Linked DNA regions of Muntiacus reevesi: region 1 is linked to region 2. Evidence: chromatin contacts called from public Hi-C data. All regions are on one chromosome and are shown on one strand. The core of a region is the stretch at or near the end of the contact, and the rest is flanking DNA. Distances in the headings are between cores, read along the strand shown. Region 1 holds the start of DDX18 (DEAD-box helicase 18). Region 2 holds the start of INSIG2 (insulin induced gene 2).

The links. Hi-C and Micro-C count contacts between places; a contact is called where the count stands out from the background.
Region 1: a Hi-C map of muscle shows a contact between it and region 2, with 15 times the contacts expected there. The contact joins the promoter of DDX18 here to the promoter of INSIG2 in region 2. A contact is called at or near these places in 2 of 3 Hi-C or Micro-C datasets (blood and muscle).

The regions. Positions count from the first base shown.
Region 1 is chr3:203,633,736-203,639,258 of mMunRee1.1, reverse strand. DDX18 (DEAD-box helicase 18) reads left to right here and starts at 3,888. Exons shown (of 14, transcript XM_065931406.1): 1 at 3,888-4,044. The coding sequence starts at 3,960.
Region 2 is chr3:203,374,838-203,379,891 of mMunRee1.1, reverse strand. INSIG2 (insulin induced gene 2) reads left to right here and starts at 1,405. Exons shown (of 6, transcript XM_065931404.1): 1 at 1,405-1,685.

The DNA of each region.
Region 1 (5,523 bases), core at 2,639-5,138, 260 kb before region 2:
TAAATTCTAAGGGGTTTGTGAAATAGACTGATTTCTTTTCTCAGTGAAGTGAGGTTGTTTTTATTTGAATCAGAAGAAATTTTGTACACACAAAGCTGCTTTTTATTTTACAAACATTTGTCTAAGGCTTAAGGATCTCAAATGAAATTCAAAGAACGGTAGGGGGAAGGCACGATCCACATTACATTTAAATATTTTTAGAAGGCAAATAAAAGGCAGCATCTCTCATCCCTGTTCTTCCTGCCTCTAGCCCAATGCACGTGCACAGTGGGCATTAAATGAAGAAATTAAGTCTATTCCCAACCCCATTCCCAGACCCGTCACATGCTTCCCTTCTCACTGTGCAGTTTATCACAGTTGTTTTGCATGTAAGATATGTAGGCTCCACAGAGGCAAGCCACATCAATCTTATCCACAATTCTACTCCCAGAACTTATCACTCATCAATCACATATTCCTGGCACAAATATGCTCAGAAAATAATTGCAAAATAAGTTAACTGAGAAATGAATATGTTCTGGGGAGAAAGATACCTGAGATGAAGAACACAGGCAAAAAGTTTTAACGACTTAAAAATATATACTAAATAGATACTAAGATAGGCTCTAGCAGTGAGGGACCAAAGAATTTTCAGAGAGACATGTTTATAATTGCCACCTCTCCAAATCTCACAGATTATTTTCTGAAGTCCAGTTCAGTGATGCTCATTTGTTTACAAGACCTGGTCTTGGAAGTTCACTCTATTAAAACATCCACCTCTAATTCTGAAGGTTGATGCAAGGTTATCACCTGTCATCCTTTCATAATAATCTAGAAAAAATGGCATCAGTAGCCTTATATGTGACTCCTGAAAGGTTGTCAATCCCTAAAATTGAGCATTTCCATGCACTTGAAGGGAAGATGAAAGCTATATTAGTTGTTGCATCAACTAGCAAGGGAGGGATTTGAAAATCCCTCAAGTGATTTTCCCAGTCACAGACCCAATATTCAGGTGTGTAATCAAGTAAGTATATGTGTGTGTGTATACACAGAAACAGATACGTATGTATATAGATTCTGTGCTCTTTTATATCATGGTCAGATTCAACCACAAGAGGAGACACAGGAGCGGGTCAAGAAAACAAACGTTATTGTACTCACTGGTACTAGAATCAGGAGGTACGCCAGACCATGCAGGGCCACACGGGAAAGGACCAGCGCCCCACACAGGCAGAAGCAGCAGGCCAAAGGGAGGGTGTCGGCCACAGTCTTCACTGGTTGTTCTTCAGGAAAAGCCTGGCAATGCAAAATAAACAGTTTGCAGTTGACTGGTTTGGATAATCTAATCAGATGTAAGCTGTAGCAGGGGCTTCCCAGCTGGCTTAACAGTAAAGAATCTGCCTGCCTTGCAGGAGGCACGAGTTCAATCCCAAGGTCGGGAAGATCCCTGGAGAAGAAAATGGCAACCCACCCCAGTATTCCTGCCTGGAGAATCCCATGGAGAGAAGAGCCTGGTGGGCTACAGGCCACGGGGTTGCAAAGAGTCAGACACAACTGAGTGACTGAGCATGCACGTACACAATCTATGGGAGTGGCCCCTAGTTGCTTGGAGCCTGGCTCTGGGATGGTTAAGGTAGAGAAATATTGTCTCCAGGGGGTACACAAGCCAGATGGAAGAAGTAGAGCTCTGCATTAGTTAGTTTGCATGTTATAGGCATGCTCTTGGCTAAGTCCTTTGCTATATCTCTAAAAATTGGCTAGTCCCCAAAGGAGCAATCTGTTCAGTCAGAAAAGGCTTTTTAATATGTCAAAACTTCATAATATACAAAAAAATAAAATATAAACAGTATAATATATATATATGAATATATTTAAACTAATACACATCTATATAAACTGCCATATGCAGGGTAAGGGAGTCAGAGAAGGCGAGGTTCAGAAAAAGAACACGCCCAGCACTTTACAGGACCAGATCACCTTTAATGAGGCCAGAAGGGGCCGCATTAATGAGCTGCTGCACTAACCCAAGAAAAAAGTATATATAGGCATATATGTGGAAATCCACTGTCTTCAGGGGGCCCGTTCTTCTCCAAGGTTGTTCGGATTAGTTCTCTCTCAAATGGCTGGGGCAAGGGATTCTGGAGATCCACCACAGGCTGGACAGGCTGGGAGCTGGGTGTAATCAACCTTAATGTCCATTTTTTTCTTCAGGTGAGAGAGTTCGTTGTTTTGCATAGAATGGTGGGGAGGACTGAGAGGGGGTTATTTTGAGCTGTGTAACTTTCCTTCACTATATATATATGTATGTATACATATATATATGTAAACTGAGACATGTGTGTGTATATATCTGTGTGTGTGTGCCAGTTTAAATTTCTGATTCATTCTTTAACCTGCCTAATCAGTAACAACTTAAGCACATCATGGGTTGCTGTTGTTTTCTAGTCCAATTCAATTCAATCTGATTTCTCAATTTGTTTACATTCTGTTTGAACTCCCTCCCAAGTTTTCTTCCTCTCCCTTCTTCCCTATAATTATGTCTAATCCCTACTAGCTCAGGTCCTGCCACTCCACCAAACAAATGATTCTAGCTTTCATTCAGCTCAGTTTAGTTGCTCAGTTGTGTCTGACTCTTTGCAACCCCATGAATCGCAGCACACCAGTCCTCCCTGTCCATCACCAACTCCCATCGAGTTGGTGATGCCATCCAGCCATCTCATCCTCTGTCGTGCCCTTCTCCTCCTGCCCCCAATCCCTCCCAGCATCAGGGTCTTTTCCAGTGAGTCAATTCTCCCAATGACGTGGCCAAAGTACTGGAGTTTCAGCTTCAGCATCAGTCCTTCCAATGAACACCCAAGACTGATCTCCTTTAGGATGGACTGGTTGGATCTCCTTGCAGTCCAAGGGGCTCTCAAGAGTCTTCTCCAACACCACAGTTCAAAAGCACCAATTCTTCAGCACTCAACTTTCTTTATAGTCCAACTCTCACATCCATACATGACTAGACGGACTTTTGTTGGCTTTCATCAACTCTTCCAATTATTGTTCAACTCAAACTGATTATTGCCAAGAGGAATTTGAGCCCATTAAGACCAATTTTTAGAGAAAAAATATGAATTTCTCCATGAATTAGCCCCAATTTTTAATGTTAGTAACCTTTTTTTTTTAATGTACCTCCTCTACACACACACACACACACACACACACACACACACACACACACACACACACACGTCTACTAGCCAATCAGATTGTAATTTCTGTTCAGCACTTCTAAAGGGTCTGTGCGTGTAAGCTTTGAGGGTTTTAAACCTGAAATTTTCAAACTGCAGCCAATCAATTAGTAGAGCAGTAGAATCAATTTTAATGCACACTAATCAGAATATTTAATGGACTCAGGATTTAGGATGGGATGAGTGGTATCAAAGTAAAAACATAAGAGTGAAACGAGTTAGATTGTTTGGAGAATGTTATATGTACATTGCTGGGTAGCAAGTGACATAGAAAGTGAGTGTATTTCTCACCAAGGAGAGTGGTCAACAAGTTTGGAAACACTTATGCGTGAGACTTAGGTATTACTCGATTTAAATCGTCCAGAATCCGAAAAGAATAGGAACAGAATGGAGAATGTAGACTCCCTATGGCCTTGATTCTTCACTCTTCGCCCAGGGAAGCGAAAACAAAGTCAAGTAGCCGGGGTGCGCGCTACTGGCTCGGATACAATGGGAACCCCGTGCGGGGCCGCGCCTCTTTTCCCCGAGAGGGCGCCACACAGAATCCTTTCTCCACAAGTGTAGGACGGCGCGCGCGCCCGGAAGCATTTCCACCCGGGACCCATTTCCTCTACGCACCAGGGGTGGTCCCATGACGCATTTCCGGCTGGCCGCACTGCGCACGTGTGACTCAAGAGGAACTAACGTCACTTGGGAGAGCCGAAAAGCTGGGCCGTGGCGCCGCGTTGAAGGCCCTTTACCGGCAACATGTCTCATTTACCGATGAAACTTTTACGCAGGAAGATCGAGAAGCGGAACCTCAAATTGCGACAACGAAACCTGAAGCTCCAGGGTGAGATGCGCTGAACCTCTCGGCGGCCCGGGTTGCGGAGGGAGCCGGCACGTGGGCCGAGGCCCGCTCCGGCACCGAGCGGCGCTGCTGACTACGAGTGGCGCTGGCAGCTTCCCCCAGAGCACGCGTGCTTGGGGAACGGGGACAGGCAACCCGGGGCAGCCTCCATTCGGGCCCAGCGCAGGTGCCGACGCCGCGTTGCCCCAGATCTGCCCCTGACCTTTCAACAGCAGTTTCTCCTTTCAGAACACGGACAGGACCCCGGCTGATTTTCTTTCCAGCTGTGCTTCTAGCTGAACAAGGCTGCCCCACTTCCACCCTCCCTATTCCGACTCCTTCACGGTCTCTAGGGTCCACCTCATCCCCAGCCCCCATCTCCCAGCAGACACGTGGGACTTTCTCATCCCCGCGCATCTTCCATTCACATCATCTATCTCGTGTGTGTATCGTTTCAAAACAAGCTGGGTGTCACTCATTTCACAGACATACCTGGTACCCTTGTTTTCGCCTACCTACCTGCACTCTTGTCTCGACTCCTGCAGAAGTTCATCTCCTAAAGTGTCTCATGAACGGTCATAGGCGTGATGCATTTGCTCGTGCCGTCTTCCCGTCTTCCCTAACTTCAAATTATACATTTCTTAGGAGCTTCTGCGTATTTGTGTCCAGAACAAAGACTATTGAAAAGCATTTTACCTGAATGTCACTTTACCTGCCTCGGTTGCAGTCCTAACTTTCTTACGGTGGAGCAGACATCCTGAAGTTAGTTATGTTAGCCTTTTTTTAGGTCCTGTATAACAGCGGTCCCTAACCTTTTTGGCACCAGGAACTGGTTTCATGAGAGACAGTTTTTCACGGTGAGGGGTGGGGGGAGGTGGAGGCGGGCGGTCCGAATGATTCAAGCCCGAATTACATTTATTGCGCACTTTATTTCTGTTATTGTTATATCAGCTCCCACCTCTGATCATCAGGCATTAGATCCCAGAGGTTGGGGACCTCTGCCCTGTTAGACTTAAGACCCACCCCCTAGGGCAGTGTTGGAGGCATACTGCCTTACACTAGTTGATTTTCTACAAAGATGAGTTGATTGAAAGAAATCCTGGAGGAGGGAACAAGTGTGTGAATTTTAGGAATGTTTTTGAAGTTCTCTAGTGTTTACATTTCCTATGGAATAACAAAGCATTGCTGACTTCTTGGTAGTTTAAGGTAACAAAAGATGGTACTCTGTCAATGTATAAACAGAAACTTGTAAAACATTGTTAGGCATTTATATACAATAAATATCAAGGCAAATAAGTAGTTTCATGAACAGAATTTTCAATTCACTGACATCTAAGAAAGTAGATTTATCAAATACCTAATGTGTATGTTTTTTAAGTACCGTTGTTTGGCCCCATAGGTTTCTTCTTTAAGACTTTTAACTCCTTATGAACAGAGAGATGGTTTTCTGAAGTTAAAAAATCAATGCCATGTTCTCTCCCT
Region 2 (5,054 bases), core at 156-2,655:
GCTTTTTAGGTCTAGTTTCTTCTTGAAATCAATAAATATTTAAACTAAAACAAAAGCCTCTCCAGGATAAAATTTTCCATAAGCAATTTCTTGAAGACAATTTTGAAGTGTTTGAAAAAGGCAAAACCTTGATGAATAGGACTCATGCTGCTTTAAAGAGGGCCCCAGATGTAAGGACATTTTGAAGTTACTGTCTCTTTTCTGGGTGCTTTTCTCTTTTCTTTTAAAAATTGCTCATCCATTCAGTATAATTCACCCTTATCCATTTTTTTTTTCCCTACTGGTAGTGTGAAAACCTACAGGAGAATTTACCACCTTTAGGAAACATTAGAGAAAATAAGAAAGGCCATAGAGAAAATAAGAAAGGCCATGTAAATACTTGCTTAGGTGTATTCTGGTGCAAATTTAATGACGCCTTCAAATTTTTCAGAAATAAACGTATCCATAAAAAGGTCAGAAACATAGTAAGTATCATTAATCAGCTCAAAGTAAAAAAAAAAAAAAATACAAAGGAATTTCACCAATTAACACTCCTTTGCACAGCTCTTAAACAATAATTCGAGGCCCAAACTTCATGTAAAAAACTTTCCACAAGAACATTGTAACCTGACCACAATCATATTATGATACTACTTCTGACAAATAAAAGGCTGTAATTTCTCTACTTTGCATTTTCCTCTTAGTAGTTTGTATTGTACTTCGCAAAATCTACTTCGCTGTAAACCTCAAAAACTCTTCCTATGAAAACTGTCCCCAAACCGCTTTACCTGGTCAAACTTGGGGAACGATTATTAATGAATGCCGCATAAAGTGCTGTGGGATGGAGAAGAGAGAATTATCAATTATGCTCTCTCCCCAAAGAAGTAATGACTTTAGAAGGGAACGAAAAAAGGTAAAGAATAAAGGTCGGCGAAATCACAAAAGATACTGTCAGCATCCCTAGCAGGGGGACCAGCGACCCTGCGCTCCAGAACTCCGGTTTCAGCTCGGAGCAGAGAGACGCGCCAAGGGTCTGCGTGAGTAGCTGCGCGATTCTCTGGCACCGCCCACAGGGTCTGGGCAATCCTCACAACCCACGGCTGCCCGGTCAGCAAACAACAGCTGATCTGGTAGCCTCCACCAATCGACAGTCCACGCCTACAGGTGCCACTACCCCCGTGGAGACCGGAAGTTCTTTTGCCCCGGCTCTCCGGCCTTCCACCTGGCGCCTGTGGGAACCGGAAGTTATTCTGCCCCGATCGTCTGAGCGTCTGAGCGTCGACCGCACAGGCGCAGTGGAGCGCGGGCGGAGTTGTGGGAGGGGAGAAGGAAGCGGCGGAGGGGGGCGGGGGCCGGTCCCAGAAGATGGCGGAGGCGGGGGTGAGTTGGGGTCCCCTGGGGAAGCGCCGGTGACTTGATGCTGAGGAAAAGAGCCTGAGGAAAGGGGTGCCGTCGGGGAGAGGAATCGCTTGCATTTTTGCAACCTGGGAACCCTCCTGGCAAGTGTGAGGAGCCAGGACCACAGATGGGGCCTGAAGGACGAGGGGCTCCGCTTACCTGGAGGAGGGTCGGCGAGATCCGGAAGGGGACGGCTGGGTCAGGGAGAGGGCCTAGGAGAGGCCGAGACTCCCTGGACAGTGGAAGAGTGCCCGGGCGGAAAGAAGGCAGGCGGACGGCGGGAAGGGCGACCCCGGAGATTTGAAGGGGTAGGGTCGGCGAGCTGTCAAGCTGAGAGCTGTCAGGACTTGGTAGGCTCGTAGCCAAGGAGACCAGACTCAGGTTTAGGAGGGGAAAGGATCTGGAAAGGTTGGTATTGTATTGATAGCACGCTTATAATCCGCCAAAAGGTTTGTAGATATTGGGTTGAGGAGTGGGACTTTGGCATTTTGGATTTTAATTGGAGACCTCTGGAGTAGGTGTGAGGGAAAGCCAAAGAGAACTCTTGCCAGGACCTAGAAGTCAGTTGGTGATAGTTTCCGAGATTTTAGGCTTGGTCACTGAAAATTGGCAATCTGGAAAAGGAAAGCAGTGTGGGTATAATGGGGGACGAGGGGGAAAGGGTGCTAAAACTTAAGTGACAACGACCCGTGTTCAGTTAGCATTGGCAAAAAGTTAGTGAAGTATGGCGTTAGCTAGATAGTCTAGGAAAATATACCAAGGAGAGCTGACTATTCTGTAGGGTTATTGAGGAAATGCTTCAAGAAGGAATGAATAGTCCTGACAGCTGGGCCACTGAGACTGGCAGGGATCAGTATTGCAGTGGAACTGAGGGTTGCAGGGAAGTCAGGCTCCAGCCTTGGGTTCGGGAGAAGTGAAGGCAGCCTGGCAGTGGCCAGCTTGTATCTTCTCATTGTGGGATTTGGCCTTGATAGGGAACAGTTGAGTGAAAATGAATGGAGGGACCCCATTAATATCCCCCCTCCTTTCCCCCCTTAATAGCCATGTACTCTTCCTGTTCCCTCTTTCTCTGGACAATAGGTTGAGTAGTGTTTTGTTACAGTTCTCAGTACATATCTGATATAAAGTGACCAAGCTATGAATCATGTATGTTTATTTGGGAAAAGAGGTTAATTCTTTTTAAACTGACAACTGTTGCTTCTACAAATGGCGGAAAGAAGTTCAGTACTTTAAGGACAGAGCTTATCTGCTTATTTGCATTGTTATCAGAAAATTATTCTGAAATGATGGAGTAACCTTTTTATGGACTGAGATTTGTTATTTAAAAGCAGGAATGGGATGCAAATATTGCTTAATAGTTTCTGTGTTTGGATTTTAATGTTGATAGGAAAGATGAGCTGCAGGGTCTTCAAGGCCAACATGTTTTTCTTCCTAGAAGTTCTTAGTGTCCGTAGCCTATGAATCACATCTGTATGCTTTTTTTTTAAAGGAGAGTTTCATTGATTTGTGTTTTTCCTAATTGTGACATTTATTCTATTCTGAGAATGCCTTTGTAATTACTAGAGCATAGGATAAGAAAGTGGAAGGTAGTAATTTAATTTTATTATTTAGTAACCTTTCTGACCTAAGTACCTGAAGAGACAGGGTAATAAACACACTTCTGTGACTGCTCTTCCTCTGAAGACTAATGATCTTGTTTGGTTTTGAGGGTGTTGCAATTGTTAAAATACAATTGATTCTTAATCGGTTCTTCAGAAGATTTTTTTTGTGTATTTGTTTTCAAATGCCTATTGCCCGGATGTGTTTTCAGTGGCAAATGTAAACTTTGATTTTCATCCACAAAGCGGAGAATCAGTTACAACACTGTTTTATTTATCTGATGGTAATAATAACCCATTGATTGGCAGCCATAGACTGGGAGTAATGTTTCCCAATTTTGATGATTTGTTATTGATCTATCCAAACTATTTGAACTATTTTTCTTTTTGTTCAGTAATGTACTCTATAGAAAGTGTAGGTCAGGAGCTTAAAGTAGAATTTTTCATGTTCTGTGGTAGTTTCTTCTTTGTCAATTTTTGGGGAAAAAAAGTTTTTTTTTTTCCTTAAAAAATGGCTTTAAAAATTATTTCTTGTGTGGCACTAAATTGTTTTTGTATGCTGTTTTTAGAAAAGGCAATTGTGCTGGAAGCACTCTGGACAGGGAGCCAGCAGCCAGCGTGCTTGGGGCCAGTCCAGGTACTACCTGGCAACAGTTTTATACTTGCAGAAGGTTGCTTAACCTATGCTATTTTGTAAAATAGAAAAGGTTAAGGATTTAAAAACACCTGCCTACTTACTAGGATTATTGTTGAGGATCTATTGAGGTATTATCTTTTAAGTGGTATTTTTATACCGGAGACTTCTTGATCAGAAAGATATTTCTTCGGTAACCTAAAGTTTTCAAATATAGGTGTTTAAAAATTTTTTCAGAATCGAATTTATCATTGATGTAATAGTAACATTTAAAGATATAGATACACTTTAGGAAGATATGATCAATCCATAATCAGAAAACCGAACTTTAAAATGTGTTTTAAAAAGTAATAAAACATTATTAAGGATACTTATTTCAAGAGCTTTCACTTTAAAATAACCTACTCCCCTAAAGAGTGACTATTATAAACATGCTTTTTTGGGAACTTAATTGTTGTGTAGTAGGGGGTGTTGAATGTTTTATCCCTTTGATGAGTCAGTCTGGCCATTTCTAGGAGTTATACTTGTTTGTCATAGGAAGATCTGGTATATACTTTCTTGATCTTGTCACTTCACTTAACCACTTTGGGTCTCATTTGCTTTGCCAGGAAACTGTTAGATCACTGATCCTTAACTTCTTTTGGATCATGGTTTGTTTTTTTTTTTGAGAACTTAATGTAAAAATGTCCAAACTCTCTTCTCAGAAGAATGCTTATATGCACAACTTCTTTGCTTTTGTTTTGCATCAGACTTAACATACCCCCTGAAATAGATGAACTCCCAGTTCCCTTCCATTTCTTAAATTCTAGGATAGTGTGATTCTAAAGCATTTTAACTTTTATTTTTGTCTCCAGAAATTATATGCTATTGTATTATTATGTAGTCACAAAATTAGCTTTTTGGTCTTAAAAAAGTAGCTGGAAAAAACTTTTCAAATAAACATCAGACCAGTGTTGTGTTATTTAAAAAAAAAAAAAAATACTTTCGTGGTGAAGTAGGAAACTATAAACAAGCACTTTCAGGAAAGATTGAATAAACAGCTGTGGCAGAATAACATAAATAGTGTAGAAAGTCTCTAGCAGCCTTGAAATAGAATGAGGAAGGAGTCTGGCAGTCAGTGGCTCTCGGTGGGAGCGCCTTGCTTCCCTGTGGGTGTTTGGGTGGTTGGAGATACGTAAGGCCACTTTTAGTTTTCTCCAGGTGGGGAGGGGGCATGCGCTGGCATTTGGTGGGCACGAGCCAGGGTTGCTCAATGTTTTGTAATCCTGAGGGCAGTTCCAAGCAACCAGAAATTGTCCTGCCCCGTCCTGTCCTGCTCTTTGACGTAAACTGGTGAGTGATGTGAGATGGGGTGTACTACACCAGAAACAGCTTTTGAAAACTGAAGCTATTTTGTTCTTTTAAAAATATTATTCGACATAAAATTCCCTCTTTGGAAAAATTCA